2 separate regions of the Gasterosteus aculeatus genome follow, and region 1 is linked to region 2. The links are chromatin contacts, called in public Hi-C maps. All regions are on one chromosome and are shown on one strand. Each heading gives the region's core, a stretch centred on a gene start, on an enhancer-like site or on the middle of the called end of the contact. The rest is flanking DNA. Distances are from core to core; before and after follow the strand shown. Region 1 has its middle 12 kb from the start of trnae-cuc. Region 2 holds the start of pdgfab (platelet-derived growth factor alpha polypeptide b).

Region 1 (5,696 bases), core at 509-3,008, 49 kb before region 2:
AAGTGAATTTTTGTATTCCGACAGTGCTGCAGCTCTGGTAACATCATGGACCTGTTGGACAAATAACATCCACTGAAGGTATTGAAAAATTCACTGTCTACTCCGCTGCAGAGGGGGTTGAATAAACCCAGAGTGGCAAGGGCATCCAAGTGCAGGAGAACTATGTACACAGACGCTCATTGCAGACAGCGAGAGCAGAGGCATGAAGAAGCCTCAATATTGGACGGTTACCAGGGGGGGAAATGCGCGCAGATCTGTTTCTTCTTGTAGTTTGTTACGCAAGTGCCTGAAGTTGTCTTAAGCTGCTCTTCCCTGCTTGGTAAAAATAATTGGTTAAGGTTCAAAGAGGTTAATTTTGTGAGGAACAAAACACGTCTACAGCATGAATTGACTGTGTAAGAGTCTTTACTCTGTTTTGCTATTTGGTCTTGCTTGTTTCTCGGGTTAAAAGTAACTTTACAGATGTAGTTTTGTAGGAAGCAGCGATTAGCTGGAGCTTTGTTTCCCCGCCGCCTGTTGATGATGTCCTCCTCTGCGTCTCATCTTTCATGTCAGACTGTCACTGGCGTCCCGCAGGGTCGAATTTTGGGTCACGTCAGTGTGGTGCCAAGTGTCCTGGTGTCTCCAGCGCTGTGAAGCCACACAAACACACACATAGGCGTACGAGGAATTTACACGCAGGCAGATTCACAAATACACACACACACACACACACACACACACACGTGTGTGACATGTATACTGCACATGTATGCACAAATATATGCATGCTCGCACAGACTGTAGACCTATAATGACTCTAGTCTCTTTACCACCTGATCAATCATCCCGACTGCCATTAGATCTACTGGAGAGGAATTCCTTCCTAACAACTGGAGAAGGGGATAGCGTGGAGTGGAAAAGTGTCGGGGGGGGGATTTATATATGAGGGATAATGTATATTTTGCAAATGTGCAAACTGACTTTGCACATTTGCAAAACTCTGCAAATGTGCAAAGTCAGTGTAACTGAAATCACTGTCAACACCATGAAAACATTTATCAATACCTGTTGATTTTCCTGAACAGTGGACAAGATTTCCTTTTTCTCCGAGATTTCTCACTGCTTGTTCCCTCGCACCTCTCTTAAGACTCTGTGAAAAATAGCTGGCAGATGTAAACAGTTGAAAACCTAAAAAGAGAGAGAACAAAAAAAAGCTGCCTCTAGCTCGAGTCGTGTTGATGCATGTTTTGTATCACACTGGTGCAAAAGTGGTAGAGGAGTAGTGAGGAGTAAAGCCTCTGTGGATAAAGTACTTTATCTCCCCTGCTGTCTATATCTTTCACCCTGTCCCTCCTCCTTGCTCCTTAGCTCTTTGATATTTCTCTTTCTTCTGTCTGCTGAAAGAGCTGACTGTGCTGTTCTGAGCGAGTGCTCCGAGCGAGTTTATGTGTGTGTGTGTGTGCTGTGTATTGTTCCCTTCCTCCTCAATATGATGAGAAAAGCTTGAAATAACAACGTCTGGGGGTGGAGGGTGACCCCCGTATGTTTCATCTGTTTTCCTTCTCTGTTCTCAGGTCTCCAGATGACAGAGATGCTCTCTGCAGATCCTCTGCAGGTGTAGGCCTTTTCACCCCCTCTGGGACGCCTGTATGCACACACACACACACACACACACACACACACACACACACACACACACACACACACACACACACACACACATCCACACTAAGCTGTGAGTGTAAATGCGTGCAGAGACAAGTACGTGCTCACACACGAAGGCTGCAGCACGCGTACGAGCTGCCCCACTGTGGCGATGAGATAGGAAACCGCCCGCCGAATCAAGCATGCATTGTGTTTGGGTTTTGATCCAGACCTAGAAAACCACCCGGTACAAACCCGAGTAACCATAGCAGCAGAAAACCGAGCATGACAGAGAGCGGGCAGGCAAACATGCATACAACTTTACCCACTGTGGTTTAAGGAGAGGACAAACTCATGCATGCCATGCTGCTACGCGAACCGGCTTATCAAAGGATCTGACCTGCTGACCTTGAGGGGGGGCGGGGGGGGGTCATGCGTGAGGCACAGGCTGCAGCCGCTGGCCCCACCAACACCAGAATGTCTGATGTCTCAGGAATCTGTGCAGCAGCGCCGCACTGCCTGACCACGCAGCCCCACACGGAGCTGCACACCACAGCTCAGCCTTCTGTGTGGCAAGCAGGAGACCGGGGGAGGAGTTGGGGGGCAGAAAAAAAAGAAGATGACCCACTAAAATCGGCTCATCAGCTGAGATAACAATTTGGTTCTCTATTACTGTGCTGGGTCCGCGTGTCCTCAGTTTAATTTGAAGTTTCCTGGCTGGCAGGAAGAGCAGAAGCTGTTTTTTTTAAGAATCTCCCACAAAAACCTAATTCACTATAAGTTGTCTTTCGTTCATCATGCGTAATCCGTCTGATCAGTTGTATTGATTTATGTCCCCCACTTTCCACACTTTGCGGTACTCGGTTTCCCAATAAGGTGCTTGCGCTCTCAAAAACTATCAAAAGACCAGGAGATTGAGTCGAGGTTCACTCTGCAGGCAGTGTTTATGTCGTCAGGTGACCTCAGCTGGCTGCAGATGAAAGCCTCTGCAGTGGTTACGCGTGTGTCCCCCAGGCTCCGCCGTCTGTCCTCCGGACAACATACTGCTCGTTATCCCCCCGCCGCCCCACCGCCAACACCACAAAGGTCTCTGCCCTGTGTGTTCCTGTGCATGTATGGTTATGTAGTTGGTATGTGCGCGAGAAAGTATGTGTTTGTGTGTACATGGACATAATTGTGTGTATATATCTGTGTTTTTGCAGGAGCTCGCACCAGCCGCAATCACTTTTGATGGATATCTACTCTGGCTTTGGAGAGCTGTATGTTTTCCAGTGTGACTCATGGGGCTTCTGACGGATGTCTGTACCAATTTACTGCTACTGCCACTGCTGCTGGTCTTGTGCACCACCCCAAGTGTGTGTGTGTGTGTGTGTGTGTGTGTGCGTCAGTCTATGAATAACTGTCCTGTGCATTGGCTGGTTGTGGTTGTAGTTTCCAACTTCTGCTAGTGGACTTTCCACTCTTTTCTTGGAGAGCAGAAGAGGGGAGTTGAGGGAGACCGGGGGGCTGCTAGACTTCCTCAATCGCACCGAATACGTCAAATCAACGTAAAAACTGTAAAAATGAGTCAGGCAGGTTCTACGGGTGACTCACTTCAATCTTCTCTCTTCCGTTGTCAGACTCACTTACATTATTAATCCAAGCAAAAGAGTATGTCTGCTCTGAGCAGCCTGTCGTCATGTTACACACCCTGAGGTACAGACAAAAGTGCATGCCATTCTCTTGTAAAGGTTACATAATGTCCTTGATGAACCGAACAGACTAATGTACGGCGATAACAAGACAATTTCTGTTGAATCACCAGACGAGGCAGTGGCCCAGTTCAGGCAACACGTGCGACTTGAACTTTTGAACTTTTCAGAACGCTGGAGTGATAGATTCTTTGAAAATGTGATGTCAATGAATCCCATACGGCTAAAGTTAACACAGGATGAAACAGATTTGTCTGTGGTCCACTGGTCTTCGTCTCCTCACCAGAAGAAGCTGGGCAGGTGTTTGTGATGACATTTCACTGTATGTCCTCTGAAGTAGTGATTAGGCCAATGTGAAAAGATTGACGAGCTCTCAAAGCAAAAAGAATGCTAAGATGAGCATATGTTCGCTTTAAGTAATAAATAGCTTAAAGCTAAAATGAATCAATAATATTTGATAACTAGAGTAGACAAAATGAATGGTTGAATGGATAAAGTGAATTAAACCTAGGAAACTAAGGGGAAATCCTGTCAGTGCAGGTATTTCTTACAGAAAGGCGTTACATACCTTTGAGCTGAGGTAGTTAATTGGCTAAAGGAATTTATTTCAGCCCAAATTGCTTTGGTAGATCCAAGTCTTATCCAATCCAAACCCACTTGGGGTGAGTAAGGAGTGAGTAACCTCATCTAGTCGAGAAAAAAAAAAAGGAAAATATTTTTTCAGATCCCCGAAGGCAACAAGCATTTTCAAGAACTGCGTGACTAATTGCAGACTGCTTCAAACAATCAGAGGCTCTTTGCAGGAGGATATCCCACATGGGAATCGTTCACAGATCATGTAAATACAGTTGCGTCTTTTAAACACAGCATATTTTCTTACATACCTCCTTTAGATCTGTCTGGTGCTATTAAATAATATGAAAAGCATGAGTCAAATCTTTTGGCTTTGCAGCGTGTGAGTGGCCTGACCACCCAGTTGGCCGCCATGTTTCTAATTCATTCTCTCCCGAATAGAGATCCCGAATGCCGGCTTCTGATCCAAACATGAAGCATTTTCTGTTGAGGATGATCCATGTGTGGAAGGACTTACCTCTACTCACTCTTTTTTTGTCCACATCTGTAAGCAAAGGAGCCTATACTGTGATTCCTGTCTTCATCGAAGGCTATTCTGGGCTGAGGTTACCCAGGACACCCTGTGGCTTCACCCGAGTTTTGCTTTCCACAGTATTCCTGAGTTAAATCATCCTTGCTTCTTATGCAAATAATAAATATTCATTAATGGCTCCTCCACATTTCCTCAGATTCCTCCTCATTATTTTGTGTCAGGACTGTAATCTCTAAAAGGATTTTACCCTTCTGGACTTCCAGAAATAATCCTTAGCTAATATTGACGCGTGCTAAAGAAGTGCGCCTGCGGTAGCAGAGCCGGACCAGAGGTCTGTGAAGAGGGTCGTGGAGCCGGGCCCAAAACCGAGAGGCTACACAGAGAGGAGAGGGTAGTCAGCGGAACAACGGTGCATCAAAGACACCGCAATGAACCACCGGCCTTGTCTCCGCTCGTCTCCGCCTCTCAGACTCGGACCCCTATTTTCAGAAAGAGCAACACGAGGGCAAACAGCAAAGCCTCCATTATTGTTGTTATCATTTCAGGTAAAAAAGACATTTTCCAGGCCAAAACTAATTTAGGGACGCTAGTGTTTAATGTGTATGCATGGCCATGCACGGGCGCTCGCGTGTGTGTTTTGTCGGGGCGGCACACACCTTTTCATTGATCTCCACGTGTTTACCCAATGTGAGAGACACACATTTGTCAGTTTCGCTGCATCCAGCGGGACCAGAGCCCCTCGGCTGCTCTGCCCAGTGCCGTGGCTCGGCTGCTCACGGACGGACCTGCCGGGGGGACGGCGATTCTGGGCATTGGTCCCATCCTCGCATTGACGTGATTAAGGAGGACTCTGTCCCCCCGCTCACCCCCACCCACCCACGGCTCCAGCGGTGAGGAGGCACCCGGGGGACATGCTGGCTGGCGTCTGAAGCCACGTTCACACAGCTGACAAGAACGAGCTGGGCTGCCAAAGGGGGGGGGGCGGTGCCGGAGTGTCTTGCCCGCTGCTGCCCACGGCTGTTCGGCTCAGCTGTGAAGTGCTTCACAGGCACTAAGGTTTAAACAGGCCAGCATGTCCCAATTCCTCTGTTCATGTTAGAACCCACTGCACGTAGTTCCTTACAAAGTTTCCATTTCTTTGGGACCACATCGTGATCTCAGCCCACACGCTGGAACCCGATAATGGTTTAAGGATTTAACGCTCCTGCACCCTGTACTTACCCTCATCCCGTCGAAAGAGACGACACATTCGGCTCACTTGACTGCTCCCTTAA
Region 2 (5,852 bases), core at 964-3,463:
TCCACTAAACCCCGCTGGAATGGGTCTGTACGTCGTATTTGGATCCTTTGAATTACTTTCACACAATCACAGTTTAACAACAAGGCATGCACGATTCTTTTAGATATGACCTTTGCATGCATTTAGGCAATAATAAATACATTTGGCTTGATCCTCAAACGAGCACATATAAAAATATAAATGTACCACATGCAGGTGTAACCACCGGGAAGACTATGTTTAAAAGGGTTTCCACAGTAGAGCATACTTCTACAGCTTATACGGATATACTGCTGATATACTAATAATAATGCTGCGGCTGTTTTTAGCACCACCCTTTGCTCCGTGCTGTCACATCAACAATAGCAGCGTCACATGCGAACATTCAGTCACATCTCTGTTGATGAAAGTATCAAGAGGCAGAATTTACCTACGGAGTCAATGTCCAGTAGCCGCTGGAGGTCGCTGATGCTGTGGATTTCACTGTGGGACAGTCTGTCTATCAGCTCCTGGGGAAACTCCACTTCCTTTAGGGGGGTGCAAAAAAAAATAAACAAGAGATGAAGGTTACAGATGTGTCAGGTCATTGACAAAACGTTTTTGTAATTGTTTGTCGGTGTAAGTCAACGTATTGAGTTCAAACAACCACGAGGAGGATCTCCGATTGTGACAATTTTGCAACCGCGTGTCAACTACAACCAGCAGCCCCCCATCAGTGATACTTCTAAACAGCCTGTGCGTTAAAGGCGCCACTGGAAGTTCAATAATGGTGGAAACACCTGCAGCCCACTTATGTGACATTAATCGAATTAATAAAATGTCCTCAGTGAGCCGCTACCGGGTGGAATTACACTCTTTGACCCACTGCGGCGAAATGTGAAACGCGCATTAACCCGCCGGGTTTTCTGGAGGAAGTTGGACGTGTAGCGCGGATCCGCCCGCGCGAGCCGCAGCTCGCCCGCACTTTGCACTTGTCGCAGGTCCTGCGGGCACCTCGGGAGTTAACGCGCGGCCCCGCGGGGGGAACACGGGCTATTTATAGCGCCCGGAGCGGTTCCCATGAACGATTAGCCCAAACAAAAAGTTTGCCCAGTTGGCTCATGGCTACAAACAGATTTGGCACCAAACACCAAAAATAACTGTAATGTTGACGCGATGTCGGTCCTCTGAGGAGCGCAGTCACTGCCCTCCTAGTGGCTGAAGCCGAGGTGCTGTTTATTCCTTCTCGAATTATGAATCGATGTTCACAGCCTCTTCTTATGATAGCGTCCGTCTATACTCTTAATTGCATCCTATAACAGGCAGTTTGGATTTATCATAGGTTGATTCAAATGAATGAATAAATCATCAAAATGACGTCTGCTCGTTATCTTGTTTTCTACGCCAAATACATGCTTTATTAAACTACTTCTTTCTGAGAGTGAAATGCGCGCTCCGCTGGGAACTTTGCACCCTCCGGCCCCCATCGAAGTGCCGCTGAGGCCGCCGGGGCGCAGCGCGGTTTCTGGATGTGCGCAGTCCTGCTAACTTTTACCTCAGAGGTGGCCAGCAGCAGGTACGTCGTCCACAGCAGGAAGTAACAAAGTGCGGCTCTCATCTCCCTTTGATTCAGATCGAACCCCGAACGAGAAAAAGGTGCTAATCTGTAGGAGCCGCAGAATCGCTCCTGGCCCCACAGGACCCACAACCATCCCCTCTAGGGAGGGGGTAAAACCGGGGTGTCCGAGCTGCTCAGCGGGCTCGGTCGAACTCCGTGCACTTGTTTGCAGCTGTAAGCAAAAAAAGCAAAAAAAAAAAATAAAAAAAGCTGAAGTGGCTGGACGTTGTCTCTGGGTATTCACATTGGACCGCGTCCTCTCCAAGGAGATCTGCGTGGCTGCTCGATACGCAGCTCCTCAGGCACGGACAGGTCTGAAGAGCATTGCACTTGTCCTTCACCCTTTAACAAACGAGCGGCTCCCAACTTCAGCCCAGTTCACTGGAATATCAAACAAGACGCGCGGCCGTCAGAATAACCAGAATATAGACGCACGGTTAGTTTTTTTTTTTCTTTGATAGTATTTAATAGTCCTAGAAGAATGTAATCCAATCGCGCAGATCCTTTTGGAAAATCACAAGAGAGAAGTCTTCCTTTTTTTGTGTGTGCTATCCAGAGCTCGCCTTGCACCGGTCTGCACGGGTCCTTGACAGTGCGGGACTCTGGAGTGAATGGAGCCGGAGCGCCTCTGAGCAGCGGGATATAGAGAGCCGGCAGCTCCTTTGCCCCGTTGCGCCTCCCCTCTCCTTTCGGTAATCGTGCTCTATTCAGCAAGAGGAGCTGGTTGGCTGGTTGGATGACTTAAGACTCCATCCCCCTTCAGTCCGTATATGTGTGTGGGTGTGTGTGTGTGTGTGTGTGTGTGTATTCATCTTAGCACAGAGTCCATTCAGAGATTCAAGTTGTCATTTATATTGATTAAAACTGATTTCACAGAATGAAAAACTGGCCAATGAGTACGGACGAGCTGAGGCAAAAAGGATTTGGATGCTGATGAGGACGAGACTTCTGTCCTCCCTTCATTAGTTAGAATTGGCCTTTAATTAACCAATGTTAAAAGTCCCATAGAGAGTCAGGATGATTTAAACAATGCAATCAGATTGAACAATATGGTAAAAGATGATTATTATTATTATGGTAGGAATTCTAATGTTGGTGACTCATTATAAGCTCTCTTCTTGTGCCTTTGAGTTTAAAGCAAAACAACCTTTTAAAGGAATATGAAAACATTAATGTATGTGATGAATGAGCATTTAATACCTGCAGGCGCGATCTTTGGCACACAGGAAGCGACTAGTTAGCCGCAGGTTAACAACAGACATGGTCTTAACTCGTGGTGAGGAAGCTGGAGGCTGTGCTGTGCTGTGCTGGGAGGTCTGGAGGAAGAGCCTGAGGGGCCGATGGACGAGACATACCAACAGGAGCAGAGACAGAGACAGCACGGCCTGCCGCACATTATCAGCCAGAGGTGACAATCAGCAGGGAACCACAGGTCAGCCAACCAGGTGGTCCGATCTGCACCTCGTCCATTCAACTGCACCACGTAAGCACGAGTCCAGCCTGAGGGGGCTGTGGCTGGAGACACTGCGCTGGAGAAAGAGCTCCAGCAGCTGCTGTAGTAATTAATGCAACTATTTTAATAGGCCAGTGAAGTTCATTTTAAGGAGGGTTCCAGTGCTGTAAAATGAAGGCTAGATTTTTAGAGTACAGGTCCTTCTGCTACAGCAACACATGTGACACGTTGCTCCTATTGAAAGCTCTTTTTGTTTTGTTCATTCCTCGTTCTGCATACGCGACATGATGGCAGGCAGGTTCATCGCCACCAGCATTGTTGTCATGGTTATAGCACAGGTCAGCCCCCCCTGTCTGCATTTGCTCGCCTCACTGAAATGCATGAATCAGGTGTCTCGATGGTGCGATTCTGGGAGTCGAAAGGAAGAGGTGAGAGTTTTGGCCACACAGCAGGAGAGAGTGGCGGTTTTACGTTGTAAGTGAAGTGAAGAAGAATAAACTTGCATATTTTGTGTCTTGATGATCTTTATGCCTTGCAATTGAGCCTGAGAAAAAACGAAATGATGCACGTATGAGGAGGAGAGGATGATAGCGATCGATTTTGATGCAAACGTTTACGCAAATGGGGGCATCGGAAAGAGCAACAGTGAGAAAATAATTGGTTCTATGTCATTTAACAAGGAGAAGAAGAAATTAAAACAACAAGCCCAGAAAACACTGGCAACTGAGGTCTGTGTACTTAACAACATTAACCCATTAAAACAGTTTTATAGATGCTGATGCACAGTTAATCTGACCATAAAGATGCTACGGAGAAAACAATCTCTGAGTGAGTTTATGACTCCTGTTTCCCCCTTAAGGCCACACATAGTTCCCAGTGAGTGAAGCGAAGGAAAAAGGGGGATTGTTTTTAAGGAATGTGATTGAAATGAGTTGCATTGCCTATAGGGGATTGGAGTGTGCCTCTTGTCCGTCTGTTCTTATCATCCATTCCCGAGAAGGTGGTGATCGCTTTAGGAGCCATAACCGGGTCAACCCAATTATCTTTAAACGGTCAAAGTTTTTATTTTGAGGTATGTGTGGTTGTTGCGCATAGTGTGAGAACAGTTTTCTATTTGGAATAAATATTAGAATGAAAGCATGTAAAACATGAAAATACAACATACATAACATTTAAGATAAATAATGTTTAAAATAATTATAATATAATCCCTGGTCCAACTTTAAATAATATATATTTAAGGCATTTAATCTTTTATTGAGGATGTACAGTCCAGTTAATTCGTTTCAATATATTATACACTGTATCTTGTTTTATATAAATATGCCTAAATGTGTCTTTTCCTTTTCCCATAGCATAATTAAATCAAAGTAAAAATCTGGTCATTTTTAAAAATGTGTTTTTAAACATACACGCTTTCATCTATAACCGCCTTCATCCATATCTCAACTTGATCCGAGCACGTTGAACTCTAACACTGCAATGAAAGCACGGAGTCTAACACTTCGGTGTGTTGGCCAGTCATAAAAAGATTGCAGAGTTGACAATAGAAACTCTGCAGTCTCCACATCATCACCTTTTTATACCTGCAATTGTTATATTTCCTTTCCCGCCAAACAGACTTTCCACTGGGCAACCCCGTTCTATGACACCTTATTATGTACAATAGAGAGTGGATTGCCTTGCGACGGAGACACAAACAGCGATCTTAGCCCGGTGTCTCCCTCAGCTCCGCCCAGCCGTATCGCGAGCATGCATGAGTCACGGACACAAGGAGCAGGTCCTTCGCAGATTACAGAGCGATCTCCTCCCTCCTCCTCGGGGTAGAATTAGGTCCCGTTAACTAAGGCCCTAACTAGTTCATCTGTGTCAACGATGACAAAGTTGATTCCATTAGTGGGTTGTGCATTCGTGTTTTTAGAGTGGAGCCGTGTGTCATTTGACACAAGCTTGTGTCTTGTAATTGGCCCATTACAAACAGCGGTAACATTTATGGCTGGTTACTCATGTACACACACACACACACACACACACACACACACACACACACACACACACACACACACACACATGGGTAAGTGATTGAGGGGAAATTTCGCAGGAGCAAAGGTACATTCCAGAGGCTGGTTGCGATATAGATTGGACTTGGAAATGATCCAGAGGAAAGTGCATATAAAGAGCAACCTCTGCACGCATAAACAGGCAGCCTCACATTGACACGGAGAAAGAGTCGGACACACACTTTTTACACACTTTCACTCCTTGTTCACCGGAATATCAAGCAGCAAAGGGAGGCCAAGTACAGCAGCCATACTTACAGCTTACAGCTGCATGCAGCTGCTCTTTTATAGGGACGATTACTAGCAGCCATTTACAGGCCTTCATCTCTCTAACATGCATAGCAACTTGAGGGGGGCCTCCCAGCACCCCTCAGGACCCCTTTCCTTTCAGGCACTATAGGTGTGCAGGCATTCAGGGGGCACAATGCCCAAACTGCTCTTTCATAGGCCAAGGCGACCCCTGAGATCAAAAATTAAACCACATGCACATTGCATAAATGCAAAAAGCTGGTGGTACAAGGTATGCAAGGCAAACTTCCAGCTGCAACACATTATACATTACAGCAGTACTCTTTGGTTGTTAAGGGACCGCGGCATCCTCTCTTTGTGATCTCCAGATCCGTCAAACTGCGGTCTGCTCTTGTCATAACTGCGCCGTGACTATTTTCCCTACGCACTCCTCCATGAAAGCCATCCTTAGAGAGCTAGAAATGGGTGTTCGGTGTGAAGGAGAAATTACACCAAAGAGAGAAAATCCTGCGAA

What was found. A called contact is a pair of places that touch in the nucleus more often than the background predicts.
Region 1: a Hi-C map of skeletal muscle shows a contact between it and region 2, with 5 times the contacts expected there. The contact joins the enhancer-like site here to the promoter of pdgfab in region 2. A contact is called at or near these places in 2 of 6 Hi-C or Micro-C datasets (skeletal muscle and tail fin).

The regions. Positions count from the first base shown.
Region 1 is chr11:11,809,088-11,814,783 of fGasAcu3.hap1.1, reverse strand. No RefSeq gene overlaps it. Among protein-coding and RNA genes, the nearest start is that of trnae-cuc, 12 kb to the left of the region's middle. Within about 2 kb of position 1,758, at least 2 of the 9 cell types and tissues checked have open chromatin away from gene starts, as enhancers often do.
Region 2 is chr11:11,760,618-11,766,469 of fGasAcu3.hap1.1, reverse strand. It overlaps pdgfab (platelet-derived growth factor alpha polypeptide b), which reads right to left and starts at 2,213. Exons shown (of 7, transcript XR_005713487.2): 1 at 1,514-2,213; 2 at 410-506.